Regions from separate parts of the Mus musculus genome. Here region 1 is linked to region 2. A link is a contact called in public capture Hi-C data. All regions are on one chromosome and are shown on one strand. The core of a region is the stretch at or near the end of the contact, and the rest is flanking DNA. Distances in the headings are between cores, read along the strand shown. Region 1 holds the start of Abhd12b (abhydrolase domain containing 12B). Region 2 holds the start of Pole2 (polymerase (DNA directed), epsilon 2 (p59 subunit)).

Region 1 (2,897 bases), core at 94-2,593, 930 kb after region 2:
GGCCCTGTAATCTCACCTACTCTTGAGGCCAAGGCAGAGAGAGCAAAAGTTAAAGTTCTGCAAGGGATGCAGTGAACTCAAGGTCCGCCGGAGTCACTTAGTGAGGGTCTTATCTCAAGCTTTAGACATAAAGCTGTAGACATAAAGGGGGTGAGGGATATCGCTCATTGGGAGAGTGCTTGCTCTGGCACAGGGAAAGCAGAGGGTCAATCTGGGTTCTGCCCCTGAAATGAGCATGGTCAGAGCGATTAAAAGAGGAAACAGAGACTCTGTCCTTGCCAATTCTATGAAATGAAATCACACACTTATTGACTGCTGTCTTTTTTTCTGAAAGGGTCCATTTCCCCCAGTGGAAGAGTCCCCTGCACCAGGGCTTCACAGTCAAAGCCTACTGAGGACCCACACGGGGGGGGGGGGGGGGGGGCGGGGGCGGGGGCGGGGAAAGTACATTTGGCTTCAGGGCATGATGCGCTTTGCTCTGGGAGGAAGCCTGGATGCTGGCATCACATTGCATCTTTTTTTTCTCCTCATCCCCACCCTTTAGCCTGATGGCTTCTGTGAGGCAGCTCTGGCAGGCCTGTGGCTCTTGCTCTTAGGAGAAAGCTTCAGGAATATAACTTGTACCAGGTAGCAGCTGGCTCAGGTGTCCACTAACCTTGGCAGGAGAATAGGCTCTGCTATATACTGATAATAAGGAAACAAAACATCAAAAAGATCTTCATTTTGGATACATGAAGTCATTGTGTAGCTCATAATTCCTTGGCCCGAAGGGTGTTTACATAAATCATATATTATTTCATGTTTATGTGTTTTGCCTGCATGTGGATCTGTCTGAACACTACTTTCATGCCTAGTGCCCACAAAGGATCTGGATCTGGAATTATAGACTATGTGCTATTGCCTGCAAAAGCAATGAGTGCCTTTGACCACTAAGCAGTTTTTTTTTCCCAGTCTTTCAACTGTTTCTTAAACAAAGGGAACCAAAGAAATTCTTGTGACAGCAATGGCAGGCAGATCTTATAAAGCCGTGCCTAGAAAACTACTGTCAAGATTTTAAGAGTTTTTACTTTATTCTGTGGGCCTAGCAAGGGAAGCATCTGCCAAAGCTCATAGGGATATTTAATGAAAAGCAATGAGAATGAAACAAATGGATACATAGTTATATCTATGTATCAATGCATTTCTATTCATCACCTGCTTGTCTGGGTATGAGACCAACCAGGGAGGAAGCCCCAGCCTCTGCAATGGGTGTGACCTTAGGTAGGTGGCCAAGTTTTCCTCTGGGTAGAGGAAGGGGGCGGAGCAAGAGCAGCAGGGGAGGAGAGGGTAAGCCTGGTCCCTGGAAGCCTGTGGCAGCTCCCTCAGCAGTGGAGGCACCTCAGGATGGACGCTAGGGACTGTGATGCAGCCTCGGAGCCAGGGCCCCCTCCCTGTTCCTCTGTGACCTCCTGGTGGGCTATGGTCCTGAGGAACCTGAGGTGAGTGTGCTTGATGGGTCATCACCTAAAATAGCTCCCTTGTCCAGTTTTAGGCATGGTTAGGCAGTTGCTGGGGCTACCCTGTCCAAGACCTGTCCATGGTTCTCCTAGGTCTGGAGGACACTGAAGCTTTAGGGCTGGTTTTGGGGTCGGGGGACTTTGTGGCTTGCACATTCTTGCTAACTCCTGGGTTATTGAAGATAGCATTACCCCAGCATTCAATTCCTACCGAGACCAGAGAGGCCAGAAGGTTTGACTTTTCAGGAAGGTATGAGAGCGTTGGAAAGGAGGCTCCAAAAAGTTTCTCTTATCTGTTCAATTTACAACTCTACCGAATGAATTTAAATATTACTAATAACAGAGGCAGCCAAAAACTTATGGTGTGCTGTAATCGGAGGTGCAATCTTTGTAGGTCAAAGACCTGTGTAGGTGGAAAAGAGTCCTGGCTCTTCAGGTATGGGTTTGCAGGTGTGTATTTAAAGGACTGGCTGAACTTCTGGGGGTATTGGAATCACTTTGTATATATGGGGTTACTTATGTAAATTCTTAACATTCTTTATGCCTGAAAATGTCTGTTTATCATTGTGGCTTGTTTGTTTGTTTGTTTTGGTTTTTCGAGACAGGGTTTCTCTGTGTAGCCCTGGCTGTCCTGGAACTTACTCTGTAGACCAGGCTGGCCTCAAACTCAGAAATCCGCCTGCCTCTGCCTCCCAAGTGCTGGGATTAAAGGCATGCACCACCACGCCCGGCTTTGTTTGTTTTTAAATATTGTCTCCCATCGAGTCAATGGTCAGTCATCCTCGGTCTTGTTGGCCTTGGAGCTAGGTCCTGGGTGTGAGGCAGTGGACTCAGGAGGTGTGTGTATCCCGTTTAGTTTGTTGAATTGGTATTCTTGTTACGTTTCTTGTTTCTGTTTCATTTTATTTTGTGTTAGTTACAAGTACTCTCTGGCCACAGCTACACACTGGAGGTGTCACTTTGGAATGTCCCAGGGATGATGACGAACAGGGAATCTTTGCTGTCTTATCCCCCACCCCACCCCACCCCACCCCCCGCCCCCAGCCAGGTATAGAGGTTGGAGAGTGGGTGGCATCGCGTCGCTCCAGTTACCTACACTTTACCCCTTGACATGAGAAACATCCCCCACCCCCAGTTCTCTATAACACCAGTGGTTGATGGTTTAGCCCTCACTAGGCAGAAAAGAGCATCTCTTAGGTAGATAGTCAAAGCTACAGTTCACAGTCCTGGAGAGCCAGCCATTTTGCTGAAAACAGTTGTTGATAAAATTGTCTGCTGCATGCATCACTAATTAGTAAAAAGCAAGTCTCCCTAGACTCAAGAAATGCTTCCCCAAAGAATGGCCTACTGGTGCCTTTCTTTAACTGAGCAGAGGATTGTTGATCTAAAGTGAGTCGGGCT
Region 2 (3,168 bases), core at 593-3,092:
TTCAACTGCATCGATGATCTTTCCTAGGTTCTCCTCTAGCTCCAATTCAGTGACAGACTGGAGAGCTTCAGTCAGATACTTGGTGGCTTCACTAGTGACAGAAAGAAAAGATGAGACCAAGAATTTCTCGGGGGCGGAGGGTGGGGTAGGGGGAAACTTTTACTTAAATCTTATACAACTCAAGCTTTATAAAAAGCTAACATAACAGAAAACTCATATCTCCCTCTAAAACCTCAAGTAGCCCTCTAAAGTATCAAGGCTTGAAACAGTTCATTAAAAAAATAAGTGAACAGGTAAAATAACAACAAACCCCTGCAGCAGGTCTTGGTAAAACACCTTTTTAAAAAAAATCTAAATTGGGCTGGAGAGATGGCTCAGTGGCTAAGAGCACAGACTGCTCTTCTGAAGGTCCTGAGTTCAAATCCCAGCAACCACATGGTGGCTAACAGCCATCCGCAATGAGATCTGATGCCCTCTTCTGGTGTGTCTGAAGACAACTACAGTGTACTTAGATATAATAATAAATAAATCGTTTTTAAAAAAATCTAAATGAGATGGGTACACTGGACATGTGAGATGACCCTGTCCTGACTGGAGTGTATGAGACTCAAAGCCGAAACTCTGAGTTAAGTTTTTGTTTGATTTTCTAGACAGAGTTTCTCTGCATAGCCCTGGCTGTCCTGGAACTCACAGAGATTCACCTGCCTCTGCCTCCAGAGTGCTGGGATTAAAGTTGTGCTGGATAGCTGGCCCACAGTGAATGCAGGCATGAGTGCCATTGAGTCTCTAAATCAGAGGGTAATCTACTACACAGCACTAGATAACACACTGTCTTCCCACAGGAAAAGTCCCATGGCGTTTAATTCCACACACGGTGCTTTGAGGCTAAAAGACTTGAGTGTATATCTCAATGAATCAATTAATGAGCTTCCAACAGCTTTATAATAGTACATTTTAAGGGAAAGGAAAGGAAAAGCTATTGCTCAATTAATCCTCTCTCCAAATGTCAGGAATTAACCAAATTAAATTCATCACTTTCTCCCTGGGTAGACCCAGGTTGACCCTTGGACACTCCTGGGCAAAACGTAAAGCTAAAAGGTTCATAAAGTTCACAGTTACGAAAACAAAACATTCACACTCTGACTCAGAAAGCTATACGGATCTCAGCAGGTACTTAAACGGAAAGTGTATTATAAAATGTAAATTGTAATATGAGATTTCTTGGATATGTTCATTTTTAAAGACTGAAAAGACACACTACAGCCAGGAAAACCTCCTTTGGGGGCAAATTGTAAACTAGGAAATCTAAAAAAGCCAAACTAAAAACACGTTTAAAATCTATCCAAATTTTACTTCTCCAGGCAATAATGAAAATTCCACACAGAGACGGGTTTGGAAGACTCATACTCTACAATATAAATCGCCAACAGACACGCATATGGATTCACCCATGTCTCTCCTTCTCTGACACGTCTCTCTGTAACTTCCAGAAGTAACACTGTAATGATTCCCATTCTGCAGAGGCGGGGACCTCCGTTGATCAGAAGCCAGCACGCCCCCAACTTCCCCGCTCAGTTCGGCGTCAGCGCGCAGCTCCGCCCAGCCTGGAAGTAACATTCGCACCCGGCGCCAGGATCGCGGAAACCCAGGTAGGCTCTGCAGCCTCAAATGCACCGGAGAGACATCGCCTCTTATGACAGAATGTTCTAGATAGGGCATTGCGGCGGGTCAGGTTACCTCGAGACTCACCTCCTGAGCAGCAAGCCCCGCAGCTTGAAAGCTGAGACCGTGCGGCTCCGCAGCCGCTCCGGCGCCATGTTCGCGATTTGGCGCCACCGCCGACGCCCCGCCCCCTCCTGGAATAGACACACCCCTTGTCCCGCCCTTATATTCTTGGGCTGGTGAAATGGATTTTTTTGGCCTTACTAACTGCAGGGCCTCTGGGAATCTCAGACCCTGCCTAGGGAGTGAAGTAGGAGTGGTCAGAGTGGGAACAAGCTTCCTTTATCCCAAAAGCATTTTCTGAACACTCAGCTTCCCGGACACTCAGCTACCCTCTTCTACTCTGACTCTACCCAAGCTTCCTGCACCCAGAGTCTTCCCTTCCAGGGCTATGAGAGTTGTAGAGCCGTTGTTTCCCGGTTCTACACATGCTCAGGAAATACTGTGTTTTCACCGTTTTCGATCACTCCCATCCGACCAGTTTTAGTTGAGGGCCTCTCCACGATCCGCTGTCATCATTTAGCAGTCCCACTTTTTTCATGACATACCTTCTTTTTTTTTTTTTTTACTGGTGGAGTAACAAACCCAAGATTATAAATGGTTGGTATGAGGTGAATTGCCAGTGCGGTGGAGCTGCTCTTGAATCGTTATTCTCAGTCCTACAAGTAGACTCAGTAGAGCACATCTTAAAATGTTCCCTCTTGCTGAGTGTGATGGCACATGCCTTTAATCCAAGAACTCAGAAGGCAGAGGCAGGGGGATCTCTGTAAACACCTGGGCAACTTGTTCTAGAGAATGAGTTCCAGACCAGTCAGTGAATCACAGTGAGACCTTATATAAAAATCCATCCATCCATCCATCACACACACACACACACAAACGCACACACACACATATACTTGTGCTGTTGAGATGAATAATCAATTGGCTGTTTATAAATAAGCATGCAACTTTACAGGACACAAGAAAGCTCTGGGCATAAGACCACAGATCTATAATCCCAGGCCTCAGAACGGGGAGGTGCAAGGATTCAGGAGGCAAAGGCCATCTTTGATGTCACAGCAAGTTCAAAGCAAGCCTAAGATACCTGAGGCTTAGTGGGAGTGGGAGAGGCAAATAAGCCAAAAACTTGAATGATTTCTACAACGGTATAAGCAATTATCTCTGGGGCGTATATTTAAGATCTTTCTGAAAAGGAAAACAGTAAAAAGAATGCATGTGTATATTTGCTTGATTTTGCATTTCAAAACTTTTGAAAAGTTAAACTAGACAACAAAGAGAGATCCCAGCTGTGGTGGTTTGAATAAAAATGTCTCCCGTAGGCTCTGGTGTGTAAACACTTGGTTCCCAGTTGGTGGCGCTGTTTGGAGAGATTCAGGTGGTGCAGTTGTGCTGGAGCAGCTGTGGTGGCTTGAATATGCTTAGCCCAGGAAGGGGCACTATTAG

What was found. Capture Hi-C pulls out chosen DNA fragments and counts their contacts.
Region 1: a capture Hi-C map of macrophages shows a contact between it and region 2, with 4 times the contacts expected there. The contact joins the promoter of Abhd12b here to the promoter of Pole2 in region 2. A contact is called at or near these places in 1 of 39 promoter capture datasets (pre-B cells) and 1 of 9 other capture datasets (macrophages).

What each region holds. Positions count from the first base shown.
Region 1 is chr12:70,152,788-70,155,684 of GRCm38.p6, forward strand. It overlaps Abhd12b (abhydrolase domain containing 12B), which reads left to right and starts at 1,344. Exons shown (of 13, transcript NM_001195033.2): 1 at 1,344-1,478. The coding sequence starts at 1,384.
Region 2 is chr12:69,226,348-69,229,515 of GRCm38.p6, forward strand. It overlaps Pole2 (polymerase (DNA directed), epsilon 2 (p59 subunit)), which reads right to left and starts at 1,843. Exons shown (of 19, transcript NM_011133.2): 1 at 1,750-1,843; 2 at 1-91. The coding sequence starts at 1,817. It also overlaps a transcript of Klhdc1 not described here.